2 separate regions of the Sus scrofa genome follow, and region 2 is linked to region 1. A link is a contact called in public HiChIP or PLAC-seq data. All regions are on one chromosome and are shown on one strand. Each heading gives the region's core, a stretch centred on a gene start, on an enhancer-like site or on the middle of the called end of the contact. The rest is flanking DNA. Distances are from core to core; before and after follow the strand shown.

Region 1 (7,351 bases), core at 3,446-5,945:
CTCAAAGATAACACCTTACTAATGTTTCCCTTATTGAAGTGTAAGCTCCTCACAGGCAGGAGCCATCTCAAATTTATCTCGGCATCCTCCCCGCCCCCTGCCTGGAATATTGACACAGACATGGGAGAGACCAAAAAATAACGATGAATTCACAAAATGCAACCCTGGAGCCCTTGATTAGGAACCGTGAGCAAGGGGCTGTCTGCAACAAGCACTGGCCCAAATGTTCAACTCCGAAAAGCACAGGCAGCACATGCCAAGGTTCCAAATGTCAGGGGAACATCAGATGGCTCCTAGGTTCAGCTACACAGTCACCTACCTGATGGCCTGCAGGTCCCTCCTCTTCCCAGCCCTTGTGTGGAACTCCCCTAATCAAGGGGAACAAGAGAGAGGAGAGGGTGGGCCACCCCCCAGCAGCCACAATTGCGCTTGCTTCTGGGGGGCCACCCAAGGATGGTGCTCTGAGCAGCAGCTGAGAAAGGGGAGAAGACATGAGAAGTTGAGATGGAGAGGGGATTAAAGAGGCCACTCCTGCACCCTTGGTGTGTCCCCAGAAGTCTGAGGAAGGAGCGTTAGAGAGAAGGGTCTTTTCTCTTTCTCCTTGGGTGAGAGCAGCCTGGCAAAGTCTAGGTGGGTAATAGGAGGAGGCGGTGCCAAGAGAACAGATGCACAGGTAGGGAGGAGAGGGTGGGGGTCAGACCTGGCATCTGGTTCAATTCCCCCATTTCCCTCTGGACGTGGTGCTTTGACATAAGAAAGCCCAAATTCCCATCCAGACAAACCAGGCCTTAAGCATGGTCCCGCTCTCAACAGCTGGGCCTGGGCAGGAATCCCATCGGTGGGAAGACAAGTTACTGCTATCCATCAGAACAGTCTTTTTTATTTTTCTTCAAATAATCCTATTCTTTAAAATTTATTTTATTGAAGTATAGCTGATTTACAATGTTGTGTTAATTTCTAAAGTATACACTCTTTTTCATACTCTTTCCCATTCTGGCTTATCACGGGATACTGAACATAGTTCCCTGTGCTACACAGCAGGATCTTGTTGTTTATCCACTCTGTACATAATCATTTGCCTCTGCTAACCTCGAACTCCCAATCCATCCCTTCCCCCTTGGCAGTGAGTCTAGAACAGTCATTTTTAAGTGTGTGCGAGGCTCTTGATCACCGACACAACATATACATACCTTCTCGACTGCTCTGTGGGACATGCTATAAGTCCATTCTTATCAACTGGTCAGGAAGATACCTGCAGCTGTACTCGGGAACTCAAGCAGGTGACAAGTAGGATGCTGTTACACAACTTGTCCAAGCTCTGCCCATCCTGCCAGACCTCGGAGTATCCTGAGAGCCCCTCTGTTGGTGTATCTAAATTAAGCTCTTACCACAGCCTTGGCACCTGTCTCTCTTACGTTCTTGATGTCAGTAAGCCTGTTTCACTCCAGCTGTCCTGATCACTGAGACAGGTTAGAGACGGGGCAAGAGACACAAGTGTGCAGTCTGGGAGGCCCGAGTTAACAGCTCTAATTGCCAAACCGTGCTGTTGCTGCTCATGATTACATATTAGCCAAAATACGCTTGTCAAAATCTCCTTAGACTGAAGGCTCCTTAAACCCCAAGGTCCAGATCTTGCAGAATACTTTTAAGAACCCAGGGCCCCACCTCCCACACACAGTAGGATAACTAGGTTAAACACTTCCCTTTGTCAACTTTCCAAAGCCCTAGTCATAAAAGTCAGCGGGGAGAGAGCAGACAATTTGACAAGCAACACCACAATCTATGGGGCTCAGAAACACACCGATGTCCCTGGGGTGAGGCCAGCTAGCCACCTCCCCAAGATGTGGCCTTTAGTTTGTAGCCCACGACCAAAACAGCAGCAGCAGTTGCCAAGGGAGACAAGGTGACCCAGCGGCGTGGGCACAAAAACCAGGGATGGAAATCCACTTTGTCTGGATCCACCCAAGCGACTGGGTTTCCCTAATTGAAAAAGATGGAAAAAAAAAAAAATCTGCCTCAGCACTAGGTCCTTGCCAGACAGGTAGAAGACGGCCCAGTCCTAAGAGAATCATGAGAAGGCCAAGTTAACCTGAACTCTCAGAAACACCTGAAGTGTCCAATACCTCGGGCTGCAGAGGACTTTGAAAGAGGAAAAGACAGACCACAGCTGTGCTTCCCCAGAGGGCAAACTCCTACTAAGGCAAGGGAGAACAAGGCCTCTCCTCCAGGCTGTCACTAGCCCAGAGGCCGACACTGGCAATGTTACCAACAAAGATCCTAGGGGCCCATCCCTCTGGCTAACACAGCTTTAGCGGTCAGCAAAGAATGTATTCCAAAGCTTCAAAGTGCAGAGCAGCCTGGCCTAGCAGAAGGAGCACATTTGGTCAGAATCCCGTTACTACACCAAGCTTTTTCACCTCTCGCCTCCAAAGTTTTCTCAACTTTAAAAACAAGATAAATCTTAGGCCTAATTGCCTTATCTATTTTCCAGGAGTTTCTTTTTCTTGCTCTCATAAAACCACGTGAAAGACCTTGGTAAACTGTAAAACGCTTTACACAGCTGCTCATTTTATAATTGATACTTTTTTTTTTTCCTGTTTCAAGGCATAAAGCCCTTGCCCTCAAGGCACCGAGACAGGTAAGAAGGCAGGTTTTGCAAACCCCTCCCCAGGCGGGAGAAGTATGACATCTGTTCGCCCTACTCCTTGACCCTCATCCAAAGGAATAAAGAAGAATTAAGCACCAGGGCTGGGACCAGGACCTAGGGCTCACTGACCATCACATCACACCACCTCCTCTGAAGTCAATTCTGGCTCCTGATCACACGCCCAGAACACACTTCCCAGACAGCACATTGCCTTCCCTCCCGCTTTATTGACTGGATCCACCCAGTTTTGAAAAAAAAAATTATTATTTTTCAAGTCAGCACTCCCACCATATGCAGCATTTATTTCCAGGGGAGGCCTGCCCTGGGTTCCCGTGGACAGATGTTGCTTTGTGCCTGCCTGACACGGCTGGCAGCCTTTATACAGCTGCCCCAAGCAGGTGGCCAAGGACGGAGTTCACTCCTGGCCCCAGCAGCAAGGATGGCAATTTCTGTGGGGTGCAGGCCCTGGGGACCCTCCACTCAATCCTCTGCAGCCCAGGACCCAAAGGACATCTCCCCCACCCCACCCCACCCTGCCCCCCCACACACACACTTTCTCTCTCTCTCTCTCTCTCTCTCACACACACACACACACACACACACACACACACACACACACTCCCTTGGAGCAGAATCGGACTTCTAAAGGGGGCTGGCTGAGAGGGAAAGACAGGAGACTATGGTGCCCCCACACCCCAATTCCCAGCCAGGCGCAGCGAAGCTAAAAGAAGGCCCTGGGGAGTGGAGAGAAGTCACTGACCCCTTCTATCAGCCATCTGTGAGCTCCCGCCTGACCTAGCTAGCGCAAAGTGGAGGATAAAGGAGGTCCAGACAGATGGCACAGCGCTTTGGGAAGGAAGGCTCTGTAGGAATGCGAGGGCCGAGGCGAGGCCCCCCTTTGGGGTGCGTTTTGTTATCTCCTCAGTTCTCAGCCCCCCGCGTTTTGCAGCCACTCGCAATCTATGGCTGAAAGGTGGGCCAAAAAACAGTCGGGGGAGAAGACCCTACCCTCTGCCACTTATCTCTCTCATTTGAAAGTCAGACCACCCCACTGCAAGTAAAGTGCGTGTGTGTGCGGAGGGGGCGGGAGACTGGCACAACCGAATCTAAAAATACTCGATAAAAATGCTAATCCCGAAGGCAAAGAGAGAACGAAGAAGGAATCTGTCAATCACGAGGCTCCCGCTCCTCACCCACAGCCCCAGCTGTACGGACTGCATTCCTGCCGAGGAGGAAAGAAGTGGGGGGACAGGGATGAAGAAAAGAAAGGGAGAGACACCACCACCTCCACGAGCGCGGGCCGCGGGGGCGGGAGGCGGCGGCGGAGGAGGGGCTCCGGCCCGCGGAGCTGAACAAAGCGGGCCTCAAGTTCTAGCCCGCAGCTCCCCCGGGGTGGGGGCCGCCGATTCCAGCAGCACCCGCTTTCCCGGAGGTGAAAAGCGAATACGAGGTCTGGGAGCGCGAATGCCGTGTGGAAGCCTCAGGCTCTGAATCTCTGCAAATCCAGAGAAGGTTTTGTTTGGGGTCCCCCGCTTTCCTGTCTGTGTTCCCACCGCCCCCCCCCTACACACACACGGGCACCCAGGCCACCCCTCCGTTCCAACCCCCCGCCACGCCAGGGGGCTGGGCGGGCGCGCCCCAGGGTCCCTCGGGCCCCCACCTGGGGATGGTGATGCACTTGGTGTTGACGTTCTGCGTGGTGATGGCCTTCTCCAGTTCGTCCAGCTGCCCCGTCTTCTTGAGCTTCTTGACCAAACTCTTGACCGCCTTCTCGCACCACTTCTCCTCCTGCCCGTTCTGCTCACCCTTCTTCCAGCCCAGCAGGCGTTTCACGATCGGGGGCGTGAAGGGCAGGATGGACGACATGGCTGGGGAGGGCGCGCGGGCGGCGAGGGGCGCCCCCGGCGGGGCTGGGCGCGGCGGAACGCCGGGGGCGCAGCGGGGAGCTCGGCCGGGCTGGCCGCGGCCGCCCAAACTTCGCCTCAACTCTCGGCGAACTTGCCGGTGCTCCCGGCCGGGCCGCGGCGCTGCAGCCTGCGGGGCTCGGCGTGCGGCCCTGTGCCCCGGGCGGCTCCCTCGGTGAGGAGAAGAGCGGCGGGGAGAAGGGCGGGCGGCAGCGGCACGGGATCGGGAAGGCCCCGGACGCGGGGCGGAGGCGGCGGCCGCGGGGCTCCGAGTGGCAGAAGAAAGTTTGGGTTTCCGCACGGGGTGGCTGTTTGGGTGCCGCCTCCAGGAAGGAAAGTCCAACCCTCAGCCAAACTTTGCTCGCCTCGCTCGCTTTGATGCGCAGATCCCTCCGCCTCGGCAGCCTCGCCTCCCTGCTGCCCTCCTCCTTCCCGGCTCTCTCGCTCGCTCGCTGGGCCGGCCCGGGGCGTGCGCCGCGCTCCCGCTCCCGCTCCCGCCCGCTCCCAGTCTGTGTTTCATGCAAATCCGCGTGCAGCCTCCTTTCCAAGCGCTGTCACCGCCCCCTTGCCGCCGGGGCTCCCCGCCTCCTCCCCCGCGCCCCGCCGCCTCCTCCCGCGGGCGCCCTGCCCGCCCCCCGCCTCCGGGAGGGCGCCGGGCCGTCCCCCGCCCGGCGCGGAGCACGCCCACGTGGGCGACCGGGGGCTGCGGCGGACCTGGCTGGAGCTCGCAAGACCCCGCGCGGCCCTGACCTGAATCCGGCGGGCGCCGGGAGGAAGTCGTGGGAAAGGAGCGGCGAGAGGGGCCCCGGACGGGAGGGCCGGGCTCGGGCCGTGGCGTCCGCTCTCGGAACCCACACTAAGAAAGTTCAGTTGGCGTGGCGGGCCCGAGAGGGTTAGGCTCGCACGAACGCACGACGTCTGGCCGCAGGCTGGCCGTGCATCCCTGGGAGGACCCGGGTCCGAGAGAGGGCGTGCGCAAAGCTGAGGCCCAGGAAGGCTGGCAGCGCACTGGTATGCGGGCACGCGAATCCCGGTTAGGGACCTTGGTGGCGCCGGTGACTCTAGGGCTCCTTTAATTCTAGCACCGGTGAGATCTTACCGGTTTAGAGCCCCGAGACCGTGCGAAGGAGGGATTAGGAAGGGGCTCGCTCTCAGAAGTGGAGATTCGGGGACCCTAGTGACTCCCTGTATAATAACTGGAGCCAGGGGGTCCCAGGGGCCTTGGGAAACAAGTGCCCAGCAGAAAACGGGCCTCAAAGGTATCCGTTGAGTTCAGGACGGGGCGCTTCAGAATTTATCTTTGGAGGAAAAGTTTCATTACAGGGTATTTGGAATCTTATGATGAGCAAAGAGCCGAAATTCAACACCCTATAAATAGAAGGCAAGAGCTTTGTTTTCAAAGCTGTGAACTTGCAAAAAAGTGGGGCAAGAGGGCAGTACCGGGGAACCTTATGTATTCCAAATTAGCTCTGGTGGGAAGCAAAGAAATACCAAGATATTGGGGGCCCTCTGGGGCTTCTCTCCCCAGAAGCACAATTCAAGGGCATCTGCCCCCAGACCCCTCCTGCAGCTGCTTTCAGGAGTTACCCCAGGACCCCAGGGCCTTTCTCCTGCTGCCCCTCCCCTACCAGGCCTCTAGCCTTTGTTTGTTTTTAACAGCAGGAAACTCCTGTGGTGAGAAAGAAGTTATCTGCAAACTCTGGCGGGTGGGGAGTCACAAAGCTCTGTGAGGTGTGGCCTAATCCACAAAATCAGCCCAGAAGCGCAGGGACCCCTGCAAGTAGGAGTGACTGCCCTCCTACCAGCCTGTCCGCACTGGGGCTGAGCACTAACTGGGCTCCTTGTCTTCCTCTCTTCTAACTCCCCGCCTGCTGGGACCTTAAGGGGGAATCCCTGAACCCCAACCCGGGCTTAATGACCTGATTCCCCTTCCTGGCCCATCCCCAAGCTAACTGGCAGCCAGCGTCATCTCATTTCACTCCCTTCCTCCCAGCCCTCCTCAGACCAGAGCAGGGAGGAAGGCAATCAACATTTATTGATGGCTTTCTTCCTTCCAGGTAGCCCAAGTGCTTTCCTCTGATTTTGTCTTCACAGTGGCTCTGGAGGTAAATGTCCCCCAGCCTCCCATTTACAAATGAAGCACCTGAGGTTGGAGGTTATAACATGTACTCGAGATTCCCAGGGCAGAATTGGGATTGGGACCCAGTGACTTGTGAGGCCTCGGTCCACATTCTTGCCACTGCACCCAGCCAGCTGCCTTACAGAGCTGGGAGGGTGAAGGTGACATCACAGATGGAGCTCTTTGCAACACAAAAGTTCTTTACACAGGTGCACTATTGTGATACTACAAGAAATGTTTGTTCACCTGTAAAATGGGGCTAGAAGTAGCTTTCCTCTCAACCTCCTAGGGTGGTTGTGGGGATCCAATGGGAAAAGCTTTGCAAACATCAAGTGCTGTAAAGAAATAGAAACACGCCTTGGGGGAGTTCCCACTGTGGTGCAACGGGATCAGTGAGTGGTGTCTCTGAGTGCTGGGATGCAGGTTCAATCCCTGGTCCAGCACAGTGCCTCGCAACTGAAGCTTGGATCTGATCCCTGGCCCAGGAACTCCGTATGAAGAGTAAAGAGCCAAGCAGAATGGAAGGCAGCATTCGGTTAGACTTATGTCTATGGAGCACCTCCACTGCTGGGAATCCAATGAAAGAACTTAGGTCCCTAACCTAAGGAGCTCCCTAGCTGTGTGCCTGCAAAAGGGCCCTTGCCATCATCCCAGTAAAACATTCCTTTTAACCTGAAGATC
Region 2 (7,351 bases), core at 2,328-4,827, 120 kb before region 1:
GTCAGTGTCAGCACAAGCCACACAGTGAAGGTGGCCTGGCAGGGAGCCCAAGGCTGGGGAACAAGGCACAAAGTACAGCCTGGACACCTGCACTGCAAATGCTCTCCAACAGCCACTGTCACCCCCCGAGAACTGCCCTGATTGCCTCTTGCCCTTTCAACTGTCCTTTAAGTTTTTTAATGTATAAGCGCCTTCATGCAATAGGATTTTAAAACTACTTTTATGACTTGAAGGACACTAATATTACACGACTCAAAGCCGCTTACGAAGCCTCTACGATGGGAATGAAGCCGGGTCCTAACTGCTAGGTACAACCAAACTCCTTTTCAGTGGTGCTAAAAGTAGGTTTCCTCACTTTTTTCTCACGCATCCTGCTCCAGCAGTCTAGCCTAGAAAGAAAAAGGGACACCTAAGTAGCTTTTGGAAAAACACAGAACTAAAAGTCCGTGCCTTCTGAGAGGAGCTTTGAGCACTAAGGATTCTACAACACCATCCAAATGCAGCCAGGTGTGACCACTGGATCATCCAAATCGGGCTGTACCTGAAGCCAGTTTCCACGTACCTGGGGGACAGCTGGGCACCATAGGAAGCCCTCGGGATCACGTGGCAGGTGTAGAACATGGACCCTCAAAGACTGCTGCCCCTGGCGTTTAGAGGGGGCACCATAGTGGCTCCGGCCCAGGCCAAAATGAGATAGTAATTCATACCATGAGTCCCCAGACCTGACCAGGAGCAGGAACATACATCCAGGAGGTTCAGATGATTTCCTGTGTCTGTAAGAAGCAGTCCACGATCATTTCACACCAGGCACGAACTTCAGACCTGCAGTGTCCAGCTCTTTCAAGTGGAATGAGGGGTTATGAGTTGTCTCTGGGCTCTGTGTCAACAGCCCTGCTCGAAGACCAGCCCAGGCCTGGCAAAAGGCCCCTTCTGTCTCTTGCTGTGTCCTCCAGAGGCTTGGCGAGCAGCTCTCCTACCTGGAAACCTCAAGGCTAGAGCATCACAGACCTAGGATCCTGCAAGTGAGGCAGGAACCACCCCCCAACATCTCCACATAGCTTCAGAAATGTCATCACAGTTGAGGTTTATACCTGCCAAAAGTAGATGCTTTCTTCCCTTCACCTGGAATAAGACAAGACTTCCATAGGAAATCCCTTAATGTTTCCTGGTAGAAATCCATGCAAAAATATGGGATAAGTCATTTCATACAAAAACAGCAGCAAAGAATAAAGTACCAATGGCAAGTGGCAATTTCGTCTGCTGTATTCTGCAACAGGCCAGAAAAAGAGGGCTCTTTTTTTTTTCCAGTTGAAATAATTTATAATAGTTTTCTCACTAATTGCCACTGGGAGCAGTACTTATTACACCATATAACTGCTAGAGTTGTCACTGATGAGCTTCTACTGTGAGCTAGATAATCTCCCATCCCAGGGGAAAGATGGCAGACCTCTTTGCACCAAGCCTGCAATATTCAAAGGTGTAAAAAAAAAAAAAAAATTTTAATAGCCCTTTCATCTGCCTATGTTGGCCTGAGATCTCTCCCTCCTGGTGAATTTGCTTCTGTTAATTTCAGCTTCCCAAAGTGCTGGCAGGTGTCTTCTCAACAAAACCTGGAAAAGCTTCACTTTGGGAGAGAAACTGCTGGGTCCCACTCTTGTGTCCCAGTCAATGTGCCAATCCAGATTTTTTTTAAATATAAAACAAACGTTTAAAAGAACATATGATCAAGTTCATTTAATTAATGCAACTGACTACATCAACCAATATAGCTGAGCATGTGAGAATGTGGAGTGAACTCTTACAGGTGACCAGAGATCTGGGTACCAGCGTGCTGCCTCAGCCCCAGCACCATCATAGATGACTGCCTCTTCCTTCATGGAAACACTTGACGTAATTCAAATCTCTCATATGAGGCTGATGATACAAACTCTGGTACATATGCACTGAGCCTCAACAGAGCTTTCCAACTGCTGAAAGTGAAGACAAATTTAAGAGTGTTTTTAAACCGGTGTCCCACCAGCTTTTCCCACCATCTCTCTGCACATTGTGACCACACTCGCTTGCTCACTGTAATCAGTACGCTCTGAGATGGATAGAGACAGACAAGCCCCCTCCCTGCCCCAAGTCAGTCCAGGCCCCAGGTTACAGGGTCTGCTGCTGCAGCTGGGGTTCAGGAATGCTCAGTGGGGGAAGAGGGCTGGACCTGAGGTGTGCTCACACCCCTGCGGGCTTCTCCCAGCCTAGAGCACCCAAGGCCCATTCCACATTCCGGTCCTGATCAGAAGGCCATTTCCCATTGGACAGTGACATCCCAGTTTCTGTCCTTAAAAAAGGGGGGGGGGAGGCAGGGGGAGGTGGCAGGTGGTGAGATACCACCTGTTTGCTCAAGCCGCCAGAGCAGAAGCCATTTCTTGCCCTTCAAGCTGGGGCCAAAGGGAAGATGTGTTCAGCAGACACAGCTGTTCATAGAAATCCATCTCCGGGTTTGCTTTTGTGTTTTGGAAAACAGGCTGGTGCCACTTTGGTTGAGGGAGAAAAATGTCTTCTTCCTTGACCACAGTGAGTAGAGTTCTGATTTCTCCACCTCCTCCACAGCCATCTTCCCCGAGCCCGCCCTCCCCACCCTCCCCCTTCACACCCAATGTCTCTAAGACACACTGGAACAGCGGATGCTTGGGGAGCCCATCTGGGTGAGGACCTTGTCAAGCCACTGCAATGGCCCATTCAGGTGCAGCTCAATCCAGCAGGGGGTGCTGGTCACAGTCTGTCTCCTGCAAGACATAGGGAGAGGGGTGGGTTGGGAGACTTTAAGAATGTCTAGAAGCCCACACATACAAGTCAGAACCCCTTTTCCTGCTTTGGGACCATCTTCTTCCCAGAGCCAGGGATATGGCCTGTCATGCTGGACCCTGCCCTGGAGGAGGTGCCAGTAACTTGCTGAAACTGCCAGGCCAGACTCTGCCAAACAGGAAGGGCCCCGAGTAGATCGGGGAAGGAGGTGGCCCTTAAAGAGAAACACATAAGGCAAATTCCAGGGTGTCCCAGAGGCCCACCGGTTGCTGTGATGGGCCCCCAGTGGAGAAGCTCCAGCCCAAGCAAAGGTCTCCCTGGCCCCCCTGTCCTGAGCAGACACCTACAGCTCCCTGCCTTCAGCCCCAGCAGGCCACGATGACGTGCGTCTGTCTGATCGAGGGGTGTTTTTTACAAAGCGCCGACAGAGTCCACATGCCGTCGGTCCCCGATGTGCTGATATAATTCCCATCTATGGCCTTATTTTGGAAAATCTTACGAGCAGAGCAAGCCATGGAACAATTACTGGAAAAAACTGAGGCACACCACACGTTTCTTTTCCCCAAAGCACTTTGTCTAAATTCGGGCTGGTTGATGACGCAGCTCGCAGGCGAGCTCCCAAAGGCCTCCTGAGCAAAGGCTATCTGCTGAGGCCGGAGGCGCTGGTGCCAGCTGGAGGTGAGAGGCCTGGGCCCTGGGCCCTGCTTTTGGCCACCTCACAGGAAGGGATGAAACCTTACTCTCCTTGGCCCAGGAGGCAGAAGGAAGGCGAGACTGTTCTGGGAAGGGGCCGCACAGCCAGTTAGGCTGCTCCACCGTGCTGCCAGGTGGCAGTGACGTGGGCTGCACAGCACTGGGTGTGCTGGCCGTATGTCCTGTGTGGTGACACAGTGCCCCCAGGGAAAGGCTTCTGCCAGCAAGGGGCCACTTCTCAAGCACTTGAAGCTGGAGCACTGTGGTGCTGCACCCAGGTCAAGAACCACAGGCCTGAGGGCAGCAGCATCCTTGCTTGGCCACGCTTCGCCCAAGTGGAAGGTTAGCAATGGGCTTCTGGGCTCAGCCCTGCGGTGCCTGCCTGACCTGGGTGCCCAAGTGTGGCCCTCCGGACTGCAGTCTGAGTGGTAAAGAGCACCTGGGCCTCCCTCCCTCTGGCTCTTTTCCCTTGATTCCATCTTTAAGTATCTCCTTTCCCCAGCTTCAAAACAAGACTAATTTTCTAACCTTTCAATTCTTGTTGCCTACATGATTACAGCCAAGGCTAAAGGGTCCCTCAGGTTGGGCCTTTGGGCCTGGGCTCAGCTCAGGCCATATAACTGGGCTGTAAGTTCTCCTGAGGGCTGACCAGTGGGAACGTTGCGCTGGTCATTCATCCCAGATCTCAGACCCCAGAGACCAAGGTGCCACGTCCCCCAGCACTGCGGGGCTGACACAGGGAACAGCAGCTGAAATACGGTAAATGAAAGAGGAGAATTTTATGGACCGAAATCCTCTAATGAGAATCTGACTTTCCATAAGTCATGCTCATCTGGATTTCATTATAAACGGTGGCCCAGAGCCAATATTGAAATGGGTTTGGCTCGGGTGCAGAATGACTGCAAAACAAAATGGATTCCAAACATCTGGAAAAATGAAGCGAAGGGGAGAGTAACTTGCAAGGCCCTGGCTCCAGCTGACGTGTGGGTACCTCTGTGTCTGCCACAGAGCAGGGGGCTGGGCCCACAGACCTGCCCCTTGGGAGACTCCTGTCCAGGTGTGGGGAGAAAAGGAATAGGATTCTTGAAGCCCACCCCAGAACAGTCTGAGAAACTCGAGAGCAGACCAGGGAGACCCCTAACCAGTGCCATGTTGAAACCACTGTCTGAAATTATGAAAAAAAAAAAAAATCATTTCTGAGCAAGTAAGATATCTTCCTGTAGGACTATCAAATCTCCTCGTCCCCTCCCTGCTTCTCAGTTTTAATATCCTAGGTCCTGAGGGTCGCTCCGGTCAGAGATGGAGCCACAGAGGAGGGAAGGAACTCCAGGATGAAGACCCAACTTCCCGGGGAGGGTCATTGTACAAGCAGCTGCCCAAAGCCAACTAGGAGAAAGACACCAAGGGGGCACAGTTCTAGGCTCAGTTTTTCTACAAATGATGTGACTTCAGGCAAGTGGCTTGCCCTCCCTGGACCTTGGTTCCCTCATCTGTACGAAGGGGACCATGCCCATGTCCCTGCCCAAGGTTGTAGTGAGGCTGAAATGGGACTGTGTGCATCCAGCGCCTGAGAAAGTCAAGTGCTAGGCGAGCACTGCTCAGCCCTTCCTCACCCAGTGGGGCTCAGCTGCCCACTGATCCCTGGCCCCTCTGCTATTCAGGGTGAGGGCCAGGCTAGCTCATTTCTGGGAAGCCCCCACTCCGCTGTCCAGGTGCCCCAACCCTGACCTGTACTCGGCGCCCCAGCCCTTGACGAAGCTCATGCGGATGGTGCACATCCGTGTCAGCTGGTACACGGCCTCAAAGCCCTGGTTGACAGACTGAGCCAGGAGGGCGGCAAACTCCTGGTTGTTGAAGATCTTCAGGTTGCATCCTGCCAACAGAACAAAACAGTGATTGTGGGCATGGAGAATACCCCTGTCTGGAGCTCCTCCCTCCCCGGGCTGAAGGTGCCCCCCCCATTCACCTGGACGAGTGTTCCCACTCCCTGCCCTTGAAGCCATCACCGCCCTGAAGCGGACGCAGCTGACATGGGTGAGGGGGGAGTTAAACACTGGCCTGTAGGCTCCGAGCCCCAGAGTGGGAATGCTGAGGAAGTTAGCAAGGTGGGCCCAGGAACAAGGGAGATGGGCGGGGAGAGGTGGCCCTGCCCTGGGCAAAGGGGCCAAGGCAAGACTCCAGGGAACAGAGAGAACAGAAGGTCCATGGTGGTGTGGGGTGTGGCGGACAGCCTGGGCAACAGCAGCCCCTGCTCTTGCATGGCGGGAGTGCCGGAGGCAGGCCGTGCCCACAGGAAGCTCTGCAGAGGGTCCCTGGCTGCCCTCCACCCCAGCCTCACTGAGGAAGCCACCTCTGCCGGGGCCGGGAGGGAAAAAGAGGTCTGGGCCACATTTGGCCTTGTGGGCACAAGACTGGGTCAAGGTGACATTCGCAGCAAAGCCAAGGTGTATGCCTAACTCCCCAGGCAGGAAAACTAGAGACAGGCACACATGAAGTTTATAATAAATCTTTTGTTTGAAGTCCTGCCGCCTCTGTGCCAGGAATGTGTCAACCGGAAAAATAAAAGACAAAAAGCACATGCTGGAAATGCCCAAAAGGTGAGCTGAGGTGACACTTGCTAATGGGCCACCCTGGGCCCCTCGGCTTGCTGTGTGACTCTGGGCTGGTCACTTTCTCTTCTAAGCCCTGTGTCTCCCTTGTAAAGGAGAGACTGGCCTCAAAGGCCCCCAGCTCTGACATTCCATGAGCTAACAACCACCACCACAGCCAGCTTTGCCCTCACCAGAGACAAGGAGGGCGGGGTGAAGGGATGGGCACAAAGTCAAGAACGCAGCCTGGCTTCCTCTTCTCGTTTTTCTCTGAGGGGAAGCGGGGTGAAGCAGGGTCAAAGGTGGGCTCCAGCCCCCTGCCAAGCAAGCAGCAAGAAGCACACAGCGATAGGCTCATCCTGGCTCAGCCACTTACTGGCTGTGTGTCCTTAGAAGGTGGCTTAACCTCTCTGAACTTGTCTCTTCAACATGCCTCCCCCTGTAGAGCTAGGGTTACTGGAGGGAACTAAGTGAGACCCGAGATAGACATGTGCTCTGTAAACACAACCATGTGACATCCCGGAAACAGCATCGCTAGGCAACTCAGACTCTGCATTCTTCTTTTTTTTTTGTTTTTGTCTTCTTAAAGGCACCTATGGCATATGGAAGTTCCCTCTGTGCCAGGGTCAAATGGGAGCTACAGGCCACAGCCACAGCCACACCAGATCTGAGCTGCACCTGTGACCCAAACTGCAGCTCACAGCAACCCCAGATCCTTAGCCCACTGATTGAGGCTAGGGATTGAACCACATCCACATAGAGACGTCAGGCCTTTAACCCCTGAGCCATATCAAGAACTCCCAGACTCTTCCTTCTTAAGCTGACCCTGCCAGTGGCCCACTGCTCTCCAGCATCACCTGCTACTTAGCAGGCAGGAAGACATCACACACACACACACACACCCCCACAGGCAACGACCTAAGCTACACACTCTCCCAGTCAGGCACACTGCATGCTCTGCGGCTGCCCGCCCTGGGAAAAGTGGGTTTCGCGGGGGCTTTCTGCCTCCGCTTTTGCTGTGAAAAGGATTTGGATAAGATCACCTCCTGCCTGGTCCTCTACCCAGACCTGGCCCTGTTCAAGCCACCGTCTGGGGTGAGCCTGACTCCTCTTGGAGTACAAGTGGGATTCACAGCCCGACTCAGAAAACCCTCAACAGGGCCCCCAAATAAAAACAAAACTTTCTCACATCTTTCCATGGCTTGGTTCCATCAAACTTTCAAAACATGATCCCTGACTGTCTCTTACAGGGCCTCTGCTGCAGCCAGAGCGCTGCCCAC

Evidence for each region. HiChIP or PLAC-seq counts read pairs in DNA pulled down with a chosen protein or histone mark.
Region 2: a contact with region 1 is called in an H3K27ac HiChIP or PLAC-seq map of skeletal muscle. The contact joins the enhancer-like site here to the promoter of SMAD3 in region 1. A contact is called at or near these places in 1 of 5 promoter capture datasets (liver), 12 of 47 Hi-C or Micro-C datasets (embryonic fibroblasts, heart right ventricle, liver and 4 more) and 2 of 2 datasets of contacts at active chromatin or transcription factors (alveolar macrophages and skeletal muscle).

What each region holds. Positions count from the first base shown.
Region 1 is chr1:164,995,801-165,003,151 of Sscrofa11.1, reverse strand. SMAD3 (SMAD family member 3) reads right to left here and starts at 4,695. Exons shown (of 9, transcript NM_214137.1): 1 at 4,308-4,695. The coding sequence starts at 4,513.
Region 2 is chr1:165,115,292-165,122,642 of Sscrofa11.1, reverse strand. It overlaps SMAD3 (SMAD family member 3), which reads right to left. Exons shown (of 9, transcript NM_214137.1): 8 at 5,212-5,356; 9 at 1,721-2,771. The coding sequence ends at 2,648. Among named protein-coding and RNA genes, the nearest start is that of AAGAB, 74 kb to the left of the region's middle. Within about 2 kb of position 3,577, at least 24 of the 83 cell types and tissues checked have an H3K27ac peak or open chromatin away from gene starts, as enhancers often do. A contact at or near this core is called in liver, omental adipose tissue, retroperitoneal adipose tissue and 1 more, where this site is marked.